3 separate regions of the Gossypium hirsutum genome follow, and all the other regions are linked to region 1. A link is a contact called in public Hi-C data. All regions are on one chromosome and are shown on one strand. Each heading gives the region's core, a stretch centred on a gene start, on an enhancer-like site or on the middle of the called end of the contact. The rest is flanking DNA. Distances are from core to core; before and after follow the strand shown. Region 1 has its middle 23 kb from the start of LOC107949048. Region 2 holds the start of LOC107949203 (DUF21 domain-containing protein At4g14240). Region 3 holds the start of LOC121204967 (GDSL esterase/lipase At1g54790).

Region 1 (4,629 bases), core at 768-3,267:
CAATACACATGCAGCTTCTATCACATGCCTTATTTGTGAAACGAATATTATTGAAGAAATTAAGATTATAAACAAAACCAAAGGCTGTCTGGTCTGGAATCCAATAGTAACATTGACACTTAACAATAATAAAACTCAACATTTAAGGAAGTTTCCATGTCCATTCATCAACTTGGCATATTCACCTTTTTCAAAGGACAAAATTTTTTTACTGCTTTTTTTTTCACAAGTTCATAATTTTCAAAACCCAGATACTGAATCTGATACCCTTTATATTTCTCATCACCACCAAAGTCATCAAACTTTTGCTTCCTTTTTTCTCCCTTTCATCATGAAGAACAGCTATGAATGTATTGGTTTGTCAAAAAAAAAAAAGAGAGAGAGAGAGAAATGATTTGCACTTTGTAAGCTGTGCTTTTTTGGTTTAGATTCTGGTTTATGGGGATAGGGAAAAAGAAGGGAATTTGATCCTGGAATCTTGATCTATGGCATCAGTTTGAAAAATATGACAAAAGTGATCCCTTTTTAACATGAGGCATTATTAATTAAGAATCATAACCTAAACTTGCCGTCTAAATTTTTCAATTTTAGCACATTAAGCCTAGCTTTGTTTTGCACATGATACACGGTAATTGATATAATATTATACGCTACCTGGTTTTAAAGTAATATGATAATTCTTTCCCACTTTCCTAAGTGGATTTATTAAGCTTTCGGCTAAGTATAAAACTGGTGTGTTTGCTCAGCTATCTTAAACAAGCATCTCTTGCCATTCCATCACCAAAAAAACCCTAGTAAAAAGAATTGTCCATTTCTTATCATATCAATGGAAAAGAATCAAAGCAGTTGCCCCAAAGTTGTGTTTGAGAAGATCTTTAGGTCAATCACTTTGGGTCCTGCTTTCACTACAATTCGTCGCATCTCCAACCGCCAACAAACACCATCTTCAACAGCTCGAAATTCACCACAGCCACCCAAACCTTCGAGTAAACAAGGATCGGAAGTTCCCATCAAGTTCGACTATACCACCGCCCCACCAACCGAGAAACCAAAACCAGTTGTTTCAGCTGGTAATGCTCATCAACTGGGAGGAAGTAAGTTGAAGCCTAGTGTAGCAAAGGGTAATGGGAAAAGCCAAGTCCAAAACCACGATGATATATTTGCTAAATTTATCCATGAAACAAGGCGGAAGATCACGTCACCGGAGCCGGACAACGGTGAGATTTCCCAGAAAGTGGGTGGACATGGACATGGACATGGTAGTGGTCGAAAGGATCATCAATTCTCGGATTACATAAAGCAGACTAAAAGGAAGATCAAGAGCACCTTGAGCAGCAAGGATAGAAGTGAGTCTTTCTTCAAGTGATTCAAATTTGACATGAACAAGGTGGAGATTCTATCCTATATATGTACCAAACTAAAAAGGTAAGATAAATAAACATTGATTATATTGTTTTGTGTGTGCCTTAATTCAGTTGATTCATGTGTGTAACAATGGTCTCTTTCTATGATTCTATCTCATTGTTATTGTTGTATGTATGTTTCTCACTCAATATATACATCCCCATCAACTTTTCTATTCTACTTATCATTGGTTTAATAATTATACGCATGCTTTCCTCTTTTACCTTTGTTTATGATCTTTTACTCTTATGGAAAACATAGGGGATCAAATGAAGATAAATTTGTATAGAAGCTCCTCATATTATGCATTTTTAGCATGGATATTACATTTTTAAATAGTTTATTTGAAAAACATTCAAGTTTCGCAAAAGTTACCTTTAATAATTTTAGATGCTTTTAAGAAAAAAAATATTTTTTTAATAAAGCAGCCACATGATTGAAAATATACATTAGAAAATAAAAATGATACTAAAATTATATAAAAGAAATGCATTAAGACACAGATGTCTAATACAATGTTGAATGCAAGATGAAGAGTAACAGAATGGGCCTAAGGGTATATACAGAACAACATTCTTGGATTTGGGTGGCAGCCATTTATTATATTGTCCAAATTTCTAACTCTATGTAGGCCTGGACTGCGTCATTCAGGCCTCAACCCTTCTTTTAAACCACAGCCTCACCCCAGTATTCAACTACCAACCATTTGAGAAGCCTCTGAATCATGATGTTAGAGTTTTCGAGTTTCAATGCCAACGTCCTATAATTAAAAGCAATATATTTAAATTCAAACCCAACTCCACCAATAAAAAGAAAATAGAAAAAGAAGTTTAAATTAGTTTTATGAAATTATTAAAATTATATCAAATTATAATTTTGTTAAAATGATTATCTGAATAAATAAATAATCATGAATTCGAAAACAGCATAAATATATAAAAGTCGAAAATCTAACGCCAACTTTTTCAACAATAGTCCCAAGATCATAAATCATATAGGGAAGCAATAAAATGATAAACATTTAACCTCTAACCATAGCACTTGATTGATATAAAATATGTTAGTACAAAAACTTCGGTGAAAAAAATCTCGAACATCCAAACGAAACTTAAACAGAAAAAGAAGAAATAGGATAAAGCTCCAAAGCATGTAGCAAGCCACTATCTTTAAGGTTATATTTGCTCCCACCTATCTTCAGTGTGCAAATGAATTTCAAGCAAATTAACCTCGAGAATACAATGAAGCCAATGACTATATGCGTTTTGTACTGACGAGAATACTCCACTAAGGACTAAGCAATGTATAACAAGGAACTTAATTTCTACAAAGAATTTATAAAGTAACTCTTTATAGAACAATCTAATAATATTATAAATGAGTAAGGATAGGAAGAACTTTTGGAACTTGTAGGTGTGATCTCCAAATGAAATTTCATTCCTATTTATTGGAATTTTCATGTCTCTTCGTAAAGACATCTTTGAATAAGTGTCTTTATTGATTAAATAAAAATAATAATTATTCATTTAATTTTATAACTATTCAAGCAATATTGCTTGAACAGTTATAATTATTTTTCGAAAATCAAATAATATAACTTTTGACCAATGATTATCTTTTGATTAATTACACATATTCATTTACAGTTATTAAAATATTATAAATATTTGAAAATGTTAGAATCTTTTCGCTTTAAAAACTTCAAATAAATCACAAACACCGTAAATAAAGAATTATATATATTGAAAACTTTGGTAAAATTTTTATTTCAGCAGACTCTCTCACTCTTTACTAAACGTAGTTAATCTAAAAATATAAAATTATTTAATTTTGTATAATAAAATAAACTCATCTTCAAAAATGTGTACATGTATGGGTGTGTGAAATAGAAGCTAATTTAATTTTGAATCCAAAGAGACCGAAGCAAAAGTGGGTAATGTGATGTGATAGAATTGAGGTTTCATACATAGGCAGACAGTTGAAGTCCAATTGACGTGCTATTTTCATGGACGGTACAAACTCAGGGGAAACTTTATAATGTACTGTTAACTCACATTGACAATATTACATATGCATTGTAGGCATTAGACAACTATCTTTATCAAAGCCAAGCACTTGCCTTTTTGTTTCCTTCCATTAAAGGGGTGAGCCTTTCTTTTATTTGTTAAAAGGTCCATTGTCCCACGCCCATATTTTTTTTTATGGAAATTCCTATCTGCCAATTTTAATTTATTTCCCTTTTCTTCATGTTCTTTTGTTTATTTTTGTCATATTGCTCATCCAACGTCGGTGGAGGATGACGGCGTTGAGATTTTTTGAGGGGTTTAACTAAAATTTTTAGAAATTTTTACTATTTTTCAATTTTAATAGAAACATGATGGAATACATTAGAAAGCATTTAATAGTCTTTATCAAATGTATTTACTTTATATTCTTTATTATATGTCGTATTATTATTAATTTCAAATCATATATTGTGATTTTTATCTGCATCTATGTTTACTGTCAAATTTAATTTATTCCCTTCGGCCTTGTGTTTCAAACTTTTTTTTCTCTCTTTTTCACATACTTTAGTTTAGTTTTATATTATTGTTCAGCTAATTTTCCGGATCTTAACATTAAGAGTTTTTTGAGGGGTTTAATTAATTTTTTTTAAAAATTTTCGGAAACTTAATGAGAATTTTTTTTTTAGATCTAATTAAAACTTTCAAAATTTTTTAAAGTATGATGGAAAATTGAAAAAAAAAACTAATTAAAATTTTTTAAAAATTTTGAAAAACTTAATGAAAACTTTCAAAAATAATTGATGATCTATGGAAATTTTTCAAAAAATTTGGGTGGCCCAAGTCCCCCTCATCCCTCAAGATGGTCAGCCTCTGATCTTTCAAACCAGCTTGGGGTTTAAGATGATGATGAGAAGAAGAAGCAGCTTTGTATTTAAACCTTGCAATCAAGCGAGTGCGTTGGTTTTGGATTAGTTGAATCTAGATCGAGATTTAAAGTTTTCTAGGTTTTTTCAAATAGGTTTTTTTTTAATGAAAAAAAAAGACAAATTACATAAAATCAATTGCATAAAAGCATTATTTGCTTTATATTCTTATAGAACGTCCAAGATTTTCTTAGAAGCCTCATAAAAAATCTGTAGACTTGACTTCCACTCTAAACTAAGTTTGACTAATCAATTTGTAACCAAGTTGTGTTCTCTAAGCACATGTCGGAGCCTCAATT
Region 2 (4,629 bases), core at 970-3,469, 430 kb before region 1:
TTTGAAATGGATGCAAATTAAACTCCATCGAATCGGATTCCGATTGAATCTATTAGTTAAAGTCATGTTTTAGCTATCAATACTTGCCTTAAACATTAATTATTGTTTACATAAATTAAGAAATAACATATAAAAACATAATAAAAATAATTTCAAAAAATAATTATAGTAATTAATTATAAAATTATATATAATAATTTTTATTTAAAAATATATCTTTTAACATTTTTTTTTAAATTTTATTGACTTCTCTTAAATCATATTCTTTTGTATCGTATAAACTTAATCGAACAATGAAATGAGATCATCGAAATATTTAAATTTGTGTTTATTCATTCATGATTTTGTAATTTTTTATGTGATTAAAGGAGATTAGACGGTCTTTTTTTATTTTAAAAAAAACTCAAATAGTTAACTTATTTTAAACAAAATTCCGAAGTGGGGTCGGGGCAAAATTCACTTTTTCCCAGTCTTTCATTTGAATAATGTAAGAAATATATATGTACTAAAATATGTATATAGGAAATTTAGGTTTAATTCAGTAAATGAAATAGAGCATGAATAAAGAATGTATTTGGTGGGAATAAGATACAGATGTAATAAGTATTATGTTTCTTAAAATAAAAGTGGTTTTTTAGTTTGATTGGTTGGTTGGAATGTAATAGATAAGAATTAGTATTACATTGTTTAGGGATGGATCAAATTATATATGTACTAAATATTCACAAGGGATCAAATTACTAAATGTAACACATAATACTCGATTCGATCATTGAGTTTAAGTTATAAGATGTCACATTTATTGTCAAAGCAAATGCAATCACAATATCTATCAATTCAATACTTTATATTCACTAACATGTTCATTACATCATCATATTATAATATATATAATTTGATCTAGGGCTTATATGAGCTTAAGAAAGCTTTTTTGATAATTCATGACCATTGGAGGACTAAAAAGTAAAATTTACAAATTGTTTTCGGCTAGAGTCACGACTCCTATAGTGCGACCTTGAAAACAGTATGTAGGCATTGCGACATCAAACAGGGGACGCCAAAACTTTTCCTTTTTGGAAGGATCAAAAATGAATTTTAAAATTTAGGAGTGAAATTGTAATTTTATCATTAGTTTAATTTAAATTTTTATAACTTTAGAAAAAAAAAACTAAGAATATGTTTGGATGAATTTTAATGTTGTTGATATTTTCCAAATGTTAACAATTGATCAATTCATTTGTAATTGCTTTGTTTAGATAAGTAATTGGTTTAAGAAAAATTAAGTTATTAAAATTTTATAAATTATAAAAGAAGAATAATTATATTAAAAATAAATAATATAAAAATATTCAACATCCCTATCATTATTTTTGTAAAAAAAATATTATAAATGGTTTTAATAAAATAAATTTAAAATATATATCAAAATTAAATAAAAATGAATTTTGAAGTTGAAGCTTTTATTTAATAATGGGAATTTAGCTAATGAAATTCGTTTTTGAGATTCCAAATGATTTAAAAAAAATAGAATTAAAAAAAGGGAATTTAGCTAATGAAATTCTTTATTGAAATTATTCAAAATTCTCTCATATATTCACCGTTAACAATTATATTTATTTTTAAAATTTTGAAAATCCTCGCTCAAATACACTTAAATGAATAATTTTATATCTTAAGATCAAAGCTTTTGCCTGCACTGTAGCCCCGCACCGACTTCTACTTACAGATTTGTACTCAAGAAGTGAGGCTCTCAAGCTTCAAGAGAGAACGGTAAAGTTTGTTGTTTATCTCATTCGCATGTGAGCTTCAAGCGACAGTGGTGCACATTCTTCGCCAAGGAGATCCGACTACATTGCTCACCAAAGCCTTACTATGGGAACCAAGCCAACTCTCCCATGGCAACTGCTATGGAAGGATATTTATTTGTTTCTGGTTTACTGGTGTGATTCTTCTTTAAGAAAAAGAAAAAATAGCATGTGAGGTTGGTAGAATCATTCATTTCACTCAGCAATTTTATTAATTCTGCCTGCAAAAACTCTTTTCTTCATTATTGTACCTTGTACAACTAGTCCTGGTAGAATAAGCAGAAGAGAATGTTGTTCCCATAGCAGCATTTGGGCCAACCCATAAGATAATATTGGATTGGAGTATGACCCACCATTAAGCTGACATGGGCTTTTGCAAACAAAACAGCATGAATTTATGGTGGAAAATCAACATGTAACGTAGGCGGCATGTCTACATTTCATTTGGTTCACGCAGTTAAATAGTGGGTGAAAGAAAATGGAGATGGAGACTGGAGATTCTCCATCGTAGAGAGCCCAAGCTCAACTATATGATTTGACTGCTGTTCACTTCTTCGGCTTCTATTCACAAATCACAAGCGTTGTCCTTTTCTCCTCCGCACGCGTTGCACCGCACCATACCGACAAAACCCCCCAACAACCTCCCACTAGACTGATTAGGAAATGTTGTTGGGGAACGCCATAGCCGGATCTCGTACAATCATGGCGTCGTCATCCAACCACATCGTCTTCGAACCTGATGATATCCCTTTCGGCTCCTTTGAGTGGTTCGTCTTTGCGGGAGTTTCCTGCTTGCTTGTGCTCTTCGCCGGCATAATGTCCGGCCTTACCTTGGGCTTGATGTCTCTGGGCCTCGTTGACCTCGAAATTCTTCAGAGAAGCGGCACTATCACCGAGAAGAAGCAAGCTGGTAAATTACTAAATCCCCATTTCCATTTTCCCCTTTTCTTTTACTAGTCAATGGTAACAGTACAATTAGTAACAGTTCCAAGTAATTATATATGCTGAGTTTACTGTTTCAATTTATAGAATTCTGATATCATACACTAGAGAAAAAAACCCTGTTTTTTTTCCCCCTTCTTTTGTCCCCTATGATTATCATTTATTTACATAATTATATGTCTGCAGCTGTTATCTTACCAGTTCTTAAAAAGCAGCATCAGCTTCTTGTAACTCTGCTTCTCTGTAACGCTTGTGCCATGGAGGTGAACATTTACATCATGTTGTTAAAATTATTAACGGTTTTAATGACCATATATATATTTGTATTTAAGAAGCTATTGCATTTCCTCGAATTTTCCTTATACTCTTGATTTGTGTTTTCGCAGGCCCTTCCTATAACGCTTGATAAAATTTTTCACCCCTTTGTTGCAGTGTTGCTGTCTGTTACTTTTGTTCTGGCTTTTGGAGAGGTCTTATATATTGTGTTTTTTGTTGTTTCAATCTCAGCTATTTAAGCCTTTCAAAATGTAATCCCTTTTTTGGATCAGATTATTCCACAAGCAATATGTTCAAGATATGGACTCTCTGTTGGTGCAAATTTTGTGTGGCTCGTGCGTATTCTGATGATAATTTGTTATCCCATCGCTTACCCTATTGGAAAGGTAGTGTCCTGTTGAAATTCCTGGGTTAAAAATTGTGAATACACTAGCACTATTTAGACAAACGGGTAGTTTCCTTTTGTGTTTGTAGTTTCTACTACGTATATCACATAGCAAGCTTTTGTTTTTGGTTATTCAAAGGCATGTAGTTCAATAAGAGTCAAAGTATTAGTGGGTCTTTTAGGAGGTTTTGCATTGAGCAAAGAAACAACTTCTGATGTATTGAGTAATGCTCAGTGTGCCTTGGCACCTTGGGTATATGATGACCAAGTCTTGATACTTTTTGATTCCATTCAGACAATCGTACAATTTGGAAATTGTAATAACCTTAGATATATGATATTTCTTGAGAGCTGTGGTTTTCTTGGATATTAACTTCTGTTAGAGGTTTTATACCACAAACTTCTGAAATGCGCTTTTCTAATTGTACTCCTACATTCATTGGTATGGCTTCAGGTTCTGGATGCTGTGCTTGGCCATAGTGATGCTTTGTTTAGACGGGCTCAGTTAAAAGCCCTAGTCTCCATCCACAGCCAAGAGGTAACTGCTTAAACCAGACAAGATAATATTGCTTAACCAAGTTAAGTATTTGGCGGCTTGTCTTTTCTGTCCTTAATAGGCTGGCAAAGGTGGTGAACTAACACATGATGAGACAACCATCATTAGTGGTGCACTGGATTTAACTGAAAAGGTAAATGCTATTATTGGAATAGTATTTCATGAGTAAAAATCACCTGTCTCTTTACATCTATGACAGATACTTCCAGTATTAAGATGTTTCTTTTTCTGGAAGATGAATATTTGTATTTGACAATACACAATGAAAAATTGCACTCAAATCTGGACCATATCTACACAAAAGCAGTTTTTTAAACATACAAACGCTCTCATTAAACTTAATTAGTTCTAATAGTCAAATGGTAAGATATGTTGTTTCAGTATTATATAGATTCGAAGCATACACCTCATGATCTTATATTTGGACAGTGGACTGCTGCCTTTAATGTTTTGGAAACATCCCAGAACTATGGCTCTGGTTCTTAAATTTTTTATTTGAATTGAAGATACAGTTTCCAGAATGCTTAGGTTTTAATCTGCTAGGTTGTGATAATCTTCTAAGGGATGTAAAGCTGCTTCCTCTCTCTCTCTCTCTCTCTCTCTCTCCCCCTTTTTGAAGTGCTTGGCCTTTTTGTTGTCTATTAGTTTTATTTCCAATTTTCCAC
Region 3 (4,629 bases), core at 1,243-3,742, 260 kb before region 1:
AAGTAAACTTTCACTGACAACAGGGCAAAGAAATACCGTTTATGCAAAGCAGAATAGAAAAAAAGAACAACAGCTGATAACAGAAGAACAGAAATCTTTTTTAGGCTCATCGTTTCTATACTATTGGAGGATTAAAACAACGTGAACTACTAACTAGTTAACAGAGAATTCATGAAGCAGCTACATTGGAACGAATTAAGTGGTAGACATTCAGTATAAAATCAGATACAAAACAAAATTCAAATAAACAATCAGAAAGGAAAGGCAGGGCATACAAGAAACCGAATAAACCCTGAATTCAGCTTCAATCATGCCCCCTGTTTGCCATCTCCCCCACCCCCCAAACAAAAAAGAAGAAGAAGAAGAAGAAGAAGAAGGCAGATTGGGGCGAAAGGAAAGTAGGAACGTAGAATACCCAAATCATTTCTTCCAAGTAACGACTAAAATGAAAAGAAAGGAAAAAGAAACCCTAACTTTTGTTAGACAAGCTAAGTAATTCGTTCATAAACACCCATGAAAAAAAGAAAAGGAAAGGAAAGGGGGAATACCATGTGAGGATACTTGTCTTGATCGACAACCCTAGTATTCTCGAGCTTGATATTGAGGTATTGATCAACGGAGTGAAGGGTTCCTCTAATAGCCAAATCGTTCTTCAGCTCCACCGTCACTTCTCTTCCCATCAAGTCTTTGAAATACGAAAAGAACAACTGCACCAATCATAATAAAAAAAGAAAAAAAAATCAAAAGGACGCCCATTGGAGAATGAATAGAAGAACATAGTTACGAACTCAATTGAATGAGAACAAACATATGTCATATGAAGGTTTGGGAGTCCCCAAAAAGAAGAATACCATGATTTTGATTCCTCTGCGTAGAAGGAGAGGGACGGGTTTCTGGGTTTTGCTTAGATGCGATGAAAAAGAAAATTTGATGGAGCGGAGAGCCGACGATTCGATTACTTATTTTAGTAGCAATTGAGTTTCGTTGGTTAGCCAGTAATGGCCGCTTCCTCGAGCTCTCATTTTGGGCCTTGAAGCACTGCATCAGCTATCCATAAAGCATGGACTGTGGCCTTATAATTTTACACTTGGGTTCCAAACTCAGGTCAAATCCTCATCTAAATATATTGCTAGCTGGTCAAGAAAAAAAACACCTTTCTTATATTGTATAAAAGAAACAATTTTGTCATTGTAGCTCGTTTCCTTTAATTAAACAAGTAAAGTTCTAGACTTAGCTTACAATTTAGCTGTTGTACTTTCTTTGGGTTAATCTCCCCTTCTCCCATCATTTCTCCCTAACTTAAATCTCTCTGTTCCTTTGTGAGTAAATCCTGTAAGAGCCAACTTTAAGGCTGAAATGTACTTCTTGCATGAAAAGTTTGATAAAAACAAGGATTTTTTTTTTAAAAAATTACTAAATAAAATTAATATAACCATATATAATGACCCTCTTAAGCATTTTACCAAATTCTTCTCCAAACATTTGGACCAAGTTCATAGGGGTAAGCATCTAATTGAATCAAGTCGAGTTGAGTAAAAAAATTTTGAATTTATAAATCCTATTTTATCATCCTAATTTGATTTGAAATTTTTTTAAATTGAATCTAGTAAAATAAGATTTGAATCAAATAAAATTGTTTGAGTTAAATTAAAAAAATTAAACCGACCATATTAAAATTTTGTTGACCATATGACTAAATTCCAAGTTAAAGAACATAAATATAATGTGTATTTCAAAATTCTTTTAAAACAAAAATAAGAGAAAAAAACAAGATAATTAATATAATAAACTTGATTTGATAATTTACTTGTTTAATGCCTGAAATTTGTTGTTTTCATATTTTAAATATATATATAATTTAGTATTTTTTATATTTTAAAAGATTTTTAGTAATACTTATTTATAAAAATTTTGGAAAGAAATATTTTGCAAACATTTTTGGATTTTTTAATATTATTTTGAATTTTTAGCATTTTTTTAGAGGGATCAATTTGCATATTTTTAAAATTGTCATGGACTCTGAGGGTATTTTTATTAATTTGTTATTTAAGTTATTTGAATTATCGAGTTGTGAAATTTAATTCGACTTTACTTATTCGAGTTGATTTGATTTGATTCACTTAAAATTCGAAAAAAATCAAATTCTAATTATGAAATATTATTATGAGGAGGATTAAAACTGAACTGACCTCGAAGCCTTCAATGGACTAAATATGATAATAAAAACATGGAAGGAAGAGAGAAGCAGGAAAGGTGTTTTGTTTTGTTTCACAGAGATAATATATGTCCAAATCCTTTGTTCACGGATTAACTTCCGGCATATAAGACATCCTCCTCATAGTATATTAGCCATGAAGTGTTTTAATAAACAACTGTTGTCGGAGTTGAAACTTGAGGATAAAAAAAATTGACCCTTCATTTAATTTTCACTTTAATTCAACTACAAGAAATCTACATCCTACCAACCATTTTATCATCACGTGTCCTGCCAGTATAAGGAAATCAAGACAATTGTTTGCTTTTGCCAAAGATTTTGTCACAGCTCCCCCCATTTCCATGGCTCTTCTGTATATTCTTCATTCCCTTTTAAAACTAGCTTTCCTTTGTTCCTTTTGGCCTACTGTTAGCCCCTTGAGTTTGAATTATCCGGCAGTGTTCAACTTCGGTGACTCGAATTCCGACACGGGTGGATTAGTTGCCGGAAAAGCTTTTCCCATGACACAATTTAATGGGGAAACTTACTTCCATGAACCCTCTGGCAGATTCTGTGATGGTCGCTTGATCATTGATTTTCTAAGTACCTCCATTTCCTTCCATTGCATTCATATGATCCACATTAAGTTTCTGATTTTATTTTTTATTTTTTTGGCAGTGGAGGCAATGGAGTTTCCTTACATGAACCCATATTTGGAATCTGTTGGCTCTCCTAATTTTCAAACAGGGTGCAATTTTGCTACAGGAGGATCTACCATTCTTCCTGCAAATGCGGCTTCAACAAACCCTTTTTCCTTTAATCTTCAGTTATCTCAATTCTTCAGGTTCAAGAATCGAGCTCTTACATTGCTTTCTAAAGGTATCTCTGTTCATATCAGTGGACAAGCTTCTATGTTTTTTTGGGACAAGTTGAAAATGGTTCTTGTTTTTTTTTCCAGACAAGCAGCTTCAGAGTTATCTCCCCGCGGAAGATGATTTCAACAAGGCCCTTTACATGTTTGATATCGGCCAGAACGATCTCGACGGCGTATTCTATTTTTCGGCATCGGATGAACAAGTTGTTGCTTTCATTTCAAAGCTTATAACAGAACTCAACTATGGAATGAAGGTTCTGTTCTCTCTAGCCCTGTCTTAAACCAACACTGAAAGTATTATACGAGTTATAGTTCAGATGAATAACTATGATGCTTTGTATTTTTCCTTTTTCAGAGATTATATGATGCAGGTGCAAGGAATTTCTGGGTTCATAACACAGGTCCCCTCGGATGCTTGCCGAGAATCATCGCTACGTTCGGGAGAAAACCGTCAAACTTGGACGAATACGGCTGCGTTGCTTCACACAACCGAGCAGCTACCGTTTTCAACAAGAAACTCCACGATATGTGCCTACAGTTCTTAGCACAATCGCCTGAAGCTAACATCACTTATGTCGACATTTACTCGATAAAGCTGAACCTCATCTCAAACTATTCTCTATACGGTAAGCAAGCCATTAATCATTTTTTTTTTCTTTCAATGTTTTACTCCAATCGACTCGGATTTGCTTTCAGGATTCCAGCAACCATTAGCAGTATGTTGTGGTTACGGTGGGCCGCCATTGAATTTCGACACTAGGATTGCTTGTGGTGTTACCAAGGATCTGAATGGGGGCATTGTGACAGCAAATCCATGTAATAATACAGCTGAGTATATAAACTGGGATGGGACTCATTACACTGAAGCTGCAAATAGATTTGTTGCAGATGAAATACTAACCGGAAACTACTCTGATTCACCTCATTTGAGGAATTCACCATTGCTTACCTGACCAAATCAAATGCTGTTTGTATTCGATTTGTACTTTTTTATTGATTATGATCACAGTTTTCATATGACAATGGGAAGAATATAGATGAAATAATGGGCAAAATATGTTTAAAGAAAGACAATTTGTTCTGCAGAAAACCAAAAGGGTTCTTGGAAAGTGTTATAGTTTCATCGGTACTGAATATGTATATAATGAAAATTGGACCCATCAATTTTGATCTAAACCAAAAAATTCGATTTTATCAAGGGATAAATATCAATTTTATACATAAAATTTTAATTTTTGATTTAATTATAAGTATTTAAAGAAATAAATACATACATTAATTTAATCAAAATTTCAATATAAAATCAAAATTCAGGTATAAGGTTATACATTATATCAACATTTATGTATAATTTTAATATTTATTCCTCAAAAGGTAACCAACAATTCAAACCTTTCATTTGGAGCCTAAATGGACTTGAATCTAAATTAAATTAATCTGAAACTAACTCAAAATCAAATGACCCAAAATCGAAATGATTCGAACAATTAACCTAAACATGACTTCAAACTAAAGTGACCGAAACCTAAAATTATTCGAATATGTAATGATTTGATCCAAA

Evidence for each region. Hi-C and Micro-C count contacts between places; a contact is called where the count stands out from the background.
Region 2: a contact with region 1 is called in a Hi-C map of leaf, with 2.8 times the contacts expected there. The contact joins the promoter of LOC107949203 here to the enhancer-like site in region 1. A contact is called at or near these places in 4 of 34 Hi-C or Micro-C datasets (all in leaf).
Region 3: a Hi-C map of leaf shows a contact between it and region 1, with 6 times the contacts expected there. The contact joins the promoter of LOC121204967 here to the enhancer-like site in region 1. A contact is called at or near these places in 6 of 34 Hi-C or Micro-C datasets (hypocotyl, leaf and petal).

What each region holds. Positions count from the first base shown.
Region 1 is chrA08:13,546,749-13,551,377 of Gossypium_hirsutum_v2.1, forward strand. No RefSeq gene overlaps it. Among protein-coding and RNA genes, the nearest start is that of LOC107949048, 23 kb to the right of the region's middle. Within about 2 kb of position 2,018, at least 2 of the 9 cell types and tissues checked have an H3K27ac peak or open chromatin away from gene starts, as enhancers often do. A contact at or near this core is called in leaf, where this site is marked.
Region 2 is chrA08:13,115,454-13,120,082 of Gossypium_hirsutum_v2.1, forward strand. LOC107949203 (DUF21 domain-containing protein At4g14240) reads left to right here and starts at 2,220. Exons shown (of 13, transcript XM_016883941.2): 1 at 2,220-2,715; 2 at 2,934-3,010; 3 at 3,134-3,217; 4 at 3,296-3,409; 5 at 3,863-3,946; 6 at 4,026-4,097. The coding sequence starts at 2,469.
Region 3 is chrA08:13,284,806-13,289,434 of Gossypium_hirsutum_v2.1, forward strand. It overlaps LOC121204967 (GDSL esterase/lipase At1g54790), which reads left to right and starts at 2,493. Exons shown (of 5, transcript XM_041075878.1): 1 at 2,493-2,797; 2 at 2,873-3,073; 3 at 3,153-3,322; 4 at 3,424-3,694; 5 at 3,765-4,091. The coding sequence starts at 2,557. The coding sequence ends at 4,021. It overlaps LOC121204966 (sm-like protein LSM2), which reads right to left and starts at 1,084. Exons shown (of 3, transcript XM_041075877.1): 1 at 852-1,084; 2 at 549-707. The coding sequence starts at 854.